2 separate regions of the Gossypium hirsutum genome follow, and region 2 is linked to region 1. A link is a contact called in public Hi-C data. All regions are on one chromosome and are shown on one strand. Each heading gives the region's core, a stretch centred on a gene start, on an enhancer-like site or on the middle of the called end of the contact. The rest is flanking DNA. Distances are from core to core; before and after follow the strand shown.

The links. Hi-C and Micro-C count contacts between places; a contact is called where the count stands out from the background.
Region 2: a Hi-C map of leaf shows a contact between it and region 1, with 3 times the contacts expected there. The contact joins the enhancer-like site here to the promoter of LOC107955142 in region 1. A contact is called at or near these places in 3 of 34 Hi-C or Micro-C datasets (hypocotyl and leaf).

Annotation. Positions count from the first base shown.
Region 1 is chrD04:12,306,884-12,310,170 of Gossypium_hirsutum_v2.1, reverse strand. LOC107955142 reads right to left here and starts at 1,619. Exons shown (of 6, transcript XM_016890869.2): 1 at 1,107-1,619; 2 at 429-513; 3 at 1-144. The coding sequence starts at 1,265.
Region 2 is chrD04:12,590,243-12,593,529 of Gossypium_hirsutum_v2.1, reverse strand. No RefSeq gene overlaps it. Among protein-coding and RNA genes, the nearest start is that of LOC121216660, 3.2 kb to the left of the region's middle. Within about 2 kb of position 1,784, at least 3 of the 9 cell types and tissues checked have an H3K27ac peak or open chromatin away from gene starts, as enhancers often do. A contact at or near this core is called in hypocotyl and leaf, where this site is marked.

The DNA.
Region 1 (3,287 bases), core at 370-2,869:
TTGGAGAATAGTTTTCTTGGCCTCCATAGTAAATAGATGAGCTGAGATAGCTAGGTTCCACTGTTTCATTGTGATAAACGGATGAACTCTTGTCTTTATTCCTTGTGCTGCTGCTTTGTCCCTTGCTATAATCAGTGTTATGATCTGAAACAAAACATGCATGAGCAACATTCTCATCTCTCATTTTTGTTTCTTGCTTGACTATAAACCAAACTTAACTATTCTCATTAAGATCCCACATGAAGTTTTATTATAACTAACATAATTAATCTACATGTTTAATTTTTTTATATATCATATCCTCGTATTCAGATACGTGTCAAGCGCGCACATATATATATATATCCAAATATGTCAAACAGAAGAAAACTAGGAGAAAAATGCAAGGAGAAATGCTAAAAATTAATACAAGAAGGCAACAAAAAAACCTGTTCCATATCTGGCATGATGGGGCAAACCCTGAGTATTCCATGAACCTCTAATTCCGGAGTGAGTTGAGTCCCTCCCCAGCACCTGAAATCAGAAAAGAGAGAACAATTTAGATCTATTCACCATTAAAAACCTATAAAAATTAGAACAAAAATGGATAACCACAATTAAAACAAGCCATACATAGCCAGAGGTCACCAATAATTCCATTAATGCAAAGTCCAAAGCCAACTTTTCGCCCACCACTAGCTAGCATTGGAATATACATATTAACTTTGCAAATTTAAGATGTTACAAAGAAAAATTGACCGGTAAACCCCACTAGCTAGCATCTATCCACTTAGTGAATATATCCAAGCACATGATGTATAGAATTTTAGTGTATTATATAAAGCATCTCTTTGCATCTTTTTTAAAGAATCATTCACTTGAAATATATAAATCCATAATGTTAGAAAAAGAAATATACAAACCCTAAATACAATTAAACCAGCTTTATCCTAAATATATCAACTTCTCAGTTACTTCCAATCAAAGTATATTATCCCCCAGTATCATAATTTCACATGTCTGCAAGTAAATAGGTAACTAATGAGTAAAAGGGTATTTCTTTTTTCGTCAAAATCAACAAAGCTGTATCATTTTATGGATAGAAAATGCAGAGCAAAAGGGTTTACCACTGATGGAGGGGGAAAAATAGTCCCAAAAAGCCCAGTTGTGGTAGTTGATGAAGAAGAAGAGTCCTTTGGACCAAAGAGATGATCCAAAGAAACAGACGATGAAGATGATGATGATGATGATGATGAAGAGCCACTCACTTGCCTTTTGTTTTCCATACCAGAAAAATAAGTAAACTTTTTTTTTTCCTTTTTGGGGTTTAAAAAAACTATCTTTCTTTGTCAACCAACGAACAAAACTACTCTTTGAGATATATATATCTTAAAACAATAAACAACCCTCAAAGAACGAGACCGAACAAGAAAGACAAAGACAAAAAGGTGGCTGGCAATGTCAGGCCAGTGGATAAGATTTTCTTTTTTCTCACAAAACAAAAGAAACAAACCAAAGAGATAAAAGTAAAGAAGAGTGCAAGAGAGGTAGGAAGGAGGTAAGAGAAGGAAAGCAAAAGAGAGGGACAGAGAAAGCTGAGAAACACGTGAAGAGTTTGCAGTGCAGATGTAGAGATATGTTTGTTGGTTGGCAAAGGATCCAAGCCTATTTATAAGCCCAAGAAAAGGGGGTTTTCACTGTTTGAGCTCCTTTTGTTCAATCCCATTTTGAAGATCGAAAGAGAATTAGACAAAGGGTATTTTTGCTAAAGCCTAGAAAAGGAAAACCCATGTGAATTCGTTCATTTTTTATGTCTGGTTTTTTGACAAATGGCTATGCATGTATCATTCAAACACCAAACACAAGTTGGACATCTCATTTGATTCAATTCCAACCCTTGTTTGCCACGTGTCTCCTTGGGTACTTCTTTTTTTTTTTAATAAAGAATATGACTCAAATATACGTATTATCTGTACATAATTATTTCTTTATAAAATTATTAGATATAATATAAATTGTTTGCTCCTTTTTGGTATGGTTTGATTTTTATGTCAAGTCTGCAACTGTTGTTATTTCTCTTAAGCTATCAAATGTTTTTAAGATCTTTAGTATTTTTTTTTGTACTAATGTTACAATTAATTATACATTCTCATTTGAACAAAAAAAATATAAGTCATTGTAAAAATAAACAAATATATATTGTATTATGTTAATAGATTACATTGTTGAGGGGAAGTCGAGCTTCCGAAAAAAATCTGTGAAGTGTCATTTGTCCGGAGTCAATAAACCTCTCAACAGGTCGGTTTGGACCTGAGGTATCTATGCCCAATTTTATTCAAGTTTTGTCTCCCGACTCTACTAAGAGCCTCAGAGGGTTCATGGAGTGAGAGTGCCTCCATTCACGAGGAAATGCCAACATTTGCTCTTAACGAGATTTGAGCTCATACTCTTATATGGCAATTGTGGGTAATGAAAGTACCACTTTATCTACAACACTTTGTAAACTTCTTTTAGAGCCAGCCCGGCTTCCTTGCAATAACGATCATTAAGAATATATGATTAATTTTTTAATATGATTCCTAAATTACCTTCAATCTTTATACTGAGGATATTAATAATATATGTAATAAATATATTATAAAAATAATATATAAAACAATTGAGTCTTTTGTTGAAATGGTAAAATAAATATGTTGAAAAATATAGTGTCTTAAGTCAAATCTTATTGGGTGTATAATATTTATATAAAAAATATAAAAAATAAAAACATCATTAAATAATATAATTTATTTTATAAAGTAATTGTATTTTAATAATTATTAATTGAGTTGATTCTCGATTAACTCATAATAACAACTCAATCAAAAATTTAATATATAGTACAAGTTGTATAAAGCTATCTTTATTAAATTCAAATGAATCCCACTTAAAATATTCTTTTGTTATACAATTTTATGGAAGAAAAAAAGAGGACATATATAGCCGAAATTTAATTTGTGTTCCTAAAAGAACTTATATCTCAAAATTTATCTTGTAAATTATTTATCATATATAAAATATATTTTTAGTTATGATTTTTTATCAAATGTTATGAATAAAGTATACAAATAATATTTTAACAATCACTCACCAATCGTAAAAATTATTAACTTAAGCATTAACATTGTAAACATAAAAATTTAGGCACCCAACCGCCCGAGACCAATAATTATGTGATGTAGTATTATCATGGTGGATGATAGGTTGTATTACCATGCATTTCAACATACCAAATAGTATTATTCACATGGTATTATTAATTTGAAATT
Region 2 (3,287 bases), core at 535-3,034, 280 kb before region 1:
TTGATAGATGTTTAGAAAGGGGAACTCACAATGCGAGTACAAGACGGTCAGGAAGTAGAGTTACCTATCAAATTGAAAAGGCACAAAAAGGATACCGAATGTCATATTACAGATTCTCAAGGTAACAGTTGTTATTGGTATACACATGGAAGATTTTCAAAAGCTGATGAAGAGTCTAATAAAGGTCAGAAAAGACGGTTCCAAAATAGAGTATTTGATCCAGGGAAACTGAAGTCCCGGTAGTTAGGATCATTTACCACTGCTAGAATAATTTTGACTATCGAGGGTTAGTGAAGGTTGACCCGATCTTGGGTATTTGATCTAGGTAAAACTTAAACTTCGATGACCTGAGAATTCCACTGTCAGTCAAGCCTTTCCTTATGAAGGTAAGATTAAGGTAAGTGGGCAATGGTTGAAACATTGTCGAACCGGTGAATTTGAGCGGAAAAAATTATTTAACTCACTTTAATTGATCCGTAATGATTTTTATGCTGGAAGGCTGCTAATTTAAAAAAAAATTGAGTAGTCCGTAAATAAATAAAATTAGTTATTATGTACCTAATATATATAAATATGTAAATAAAGAATAATAATAAAGAAATCCCTTATTAGCTTAATTTTTGAATTAGGTAAAATTATGATTTTACTTTTTATTATTGTGTTTCTTTTCTTTTTTTGTTTCCCTTGGTTCTCTTCCCAACCGTCGCGGCCTTGACTTTTCCATTCCAACTTACCGTCGATCCTGTCTCATTCTCTCCACCTTCAAGCGTCACCGCCTAGCCTTCCCCATCCCACGCCCTCGCCTTTCCCTCCACGATCAATTGTCACCTTCATCAGCAGCCTGCTACACCACCCATGACAGCCAAATTGCCGCACCTTTCTCCCTTACCCCGTCACCGTTGCACACCACCATATTGTGACACCATCACCGAACAACAACTCTTTTTCCACCATCCACAAGCACCATAAAACCAATTGCAGCATCCATCCGCTCCACTCCCTTGCCACCACCTAGTCGCATAGCCAGTAGTAGCAGCTCTTTGTATCAGAAATAAACGACTACCACCCTAAGCGACCAGATCTCCCTGCACATAAACAAGAGTATTATGTCTCGAAAATGGAAAAGAGTGAATATTCAGACTGATTAAAACCCTTGTTCTGAACTCTGATTGCAAGAGCACGATATATTACGATCTTTAAGAAAAAATCGATGCTCCTGGATAAGGGTTTCCAGCTTACTAGTAATAGCGATGCCGATGCGCCGGTATTCATTCAGGAAGTCGTTAATGAACGGGGATGGAAAGTAGTTTTTGATGTCTGAAATCTTTCGGATTAAGGTATTGTTCAAGAATTTTATTCTCATTTTAATCTGTCTACAGTAACAATATTGCAGATGGGAGAAAGGGAATTGTTTCTAACAACATTAGTCATCAATGGCTTGTTTGATTTGCCTGATATTGAGAACGATGATTTCTTGACCCTATGTGAAGATGTTAATGCGAAAAGAATTCAAGATGTTTTGAAAGTAGTCACAGTTCTTGGAACTAAATGGTCGCTTTTGAGGCAAGGTACTCGTTACTGTCAGAGAGAATTTCTGACTCAAAAGGAAAATATTTCATCTTCTAACCTTGGAACCCGACTCGCAGAATCGAACCTGAGGATTTTGCTACATCTAGGTAGGATGTTGATGACGTGATCTCGTATACAACTTATAGGCCCAATCTCAAGAAGCCTAATCCCACAACATTTGGGTCGAATCTAGAAGAATTGTCAGAAGAAAGAATGGTTCGTGATGCCCTTAAAATTCCTTTGGGTCCCATTACGCGAGCTAAGGCCAAGAAAATGAAGGAGTCATTCATAGGCCTAATTCAACATCTATTGGCTGAACCCAATCCGTTCAGCAACTATTTGGCTCCAGTTAAGGATCCAGGTTGGTGCAACTTGTTGCACGTGATGAATTAAGTCTAAGAAGATTGTTTGGTTGCTTTCCCACAACTAGTTTTTCATTTATTTAATTTCCCTCAGCTCATGATTGCTAAACTTTAATTTTGGTGGTTTTTAGTTAAATTAGTTGTTAGTTTATTTATTCACTTTAATTGCATTTTAAATATTTTTTAATTTAGCTATTAAATTTGCCCAAATTTATTACAACTTTATTATCATATTTAAAGTGTCGTAAATGTTGTTTATTGTGCTCTAATGGAACACCGATGGGTGGCCAGTTTGGGGAACAAATGTAACCATTCAAGTGATGATCCAAGGGCCATTCAACTACATGAAGATGTATGGAATTTTCGGTCACTTAAAGGCTGATTCATGAAGGCATTTTAATGGTCAAGTGGAGATGAATGTATGAGAGGAATTGTTCATGAACCAGTAGCTTAAGAGTCAATCCATCTCCCATTTCCATGCATGGATATTCGGCCATTAAGGAGTGCATGAAGGGACCATTCAATTTGGATGCATGTGCATGAATTATTCCTGCTAATTAAATGCTTAAAGATGAACAAACATTGCTTAAGGGCTAAAGATGCATGGACGACACAAGGGGGAATGAATGATGAATTTCCAAACATTAAATGTGGGTTCATGTAATGTGAAAATACTTTGTACCTAAGGGATACACGTATGGCCGGTTTTGAAGAGGCATTTTTCAAGGCCTATAAATATTCGACCTAGGTCACTTTGTAAGAGTGAATGAACCAATCAATCAACTTTGAAACTTAAACTGATTTTATACTTTCTTCTTTTCAGGAATAAAACCAAACTTATCATGAACTTACCTTCATGCGCTGTTCATTAATAGATCCTATCACTTCCCTTCTCAACTCTTTCTGAAGTGTGACGATCATCCTATATCGTTGGTTCCTATCTCAATATAGATAATGGGCTACGATCTTTCTTAAAACAACCAACTTGTTAAGACTTAACTTTGCTTTGTAGAAATCAGGTCACACTGTTTCATAATGCTGGTTCATTTCTGGATCAAGTTTCGTTTTATCAATTTTTATTCATTCCGTTCTTCCATTCCAATACCTAAATACATTTCAAGTTCTAAGCTTAACTTCCCTTTTTTCTGAGAAAGTATCTATTTAGACGAATGGGCATATCAAATCATGGATCAAATTCTAAACTCGTAATCAAATTCATATTAGTTGATAACATGGATGAAGGGACAGAGTTTGACAGTGTCAACAAATAATTGGGGGGATTTTTGTTCTTTTTGTTCTATTTCTTTAAGTTTTTCTGTGTAATAATTTTTTTAAGTTGCAATTATGAATAAAATT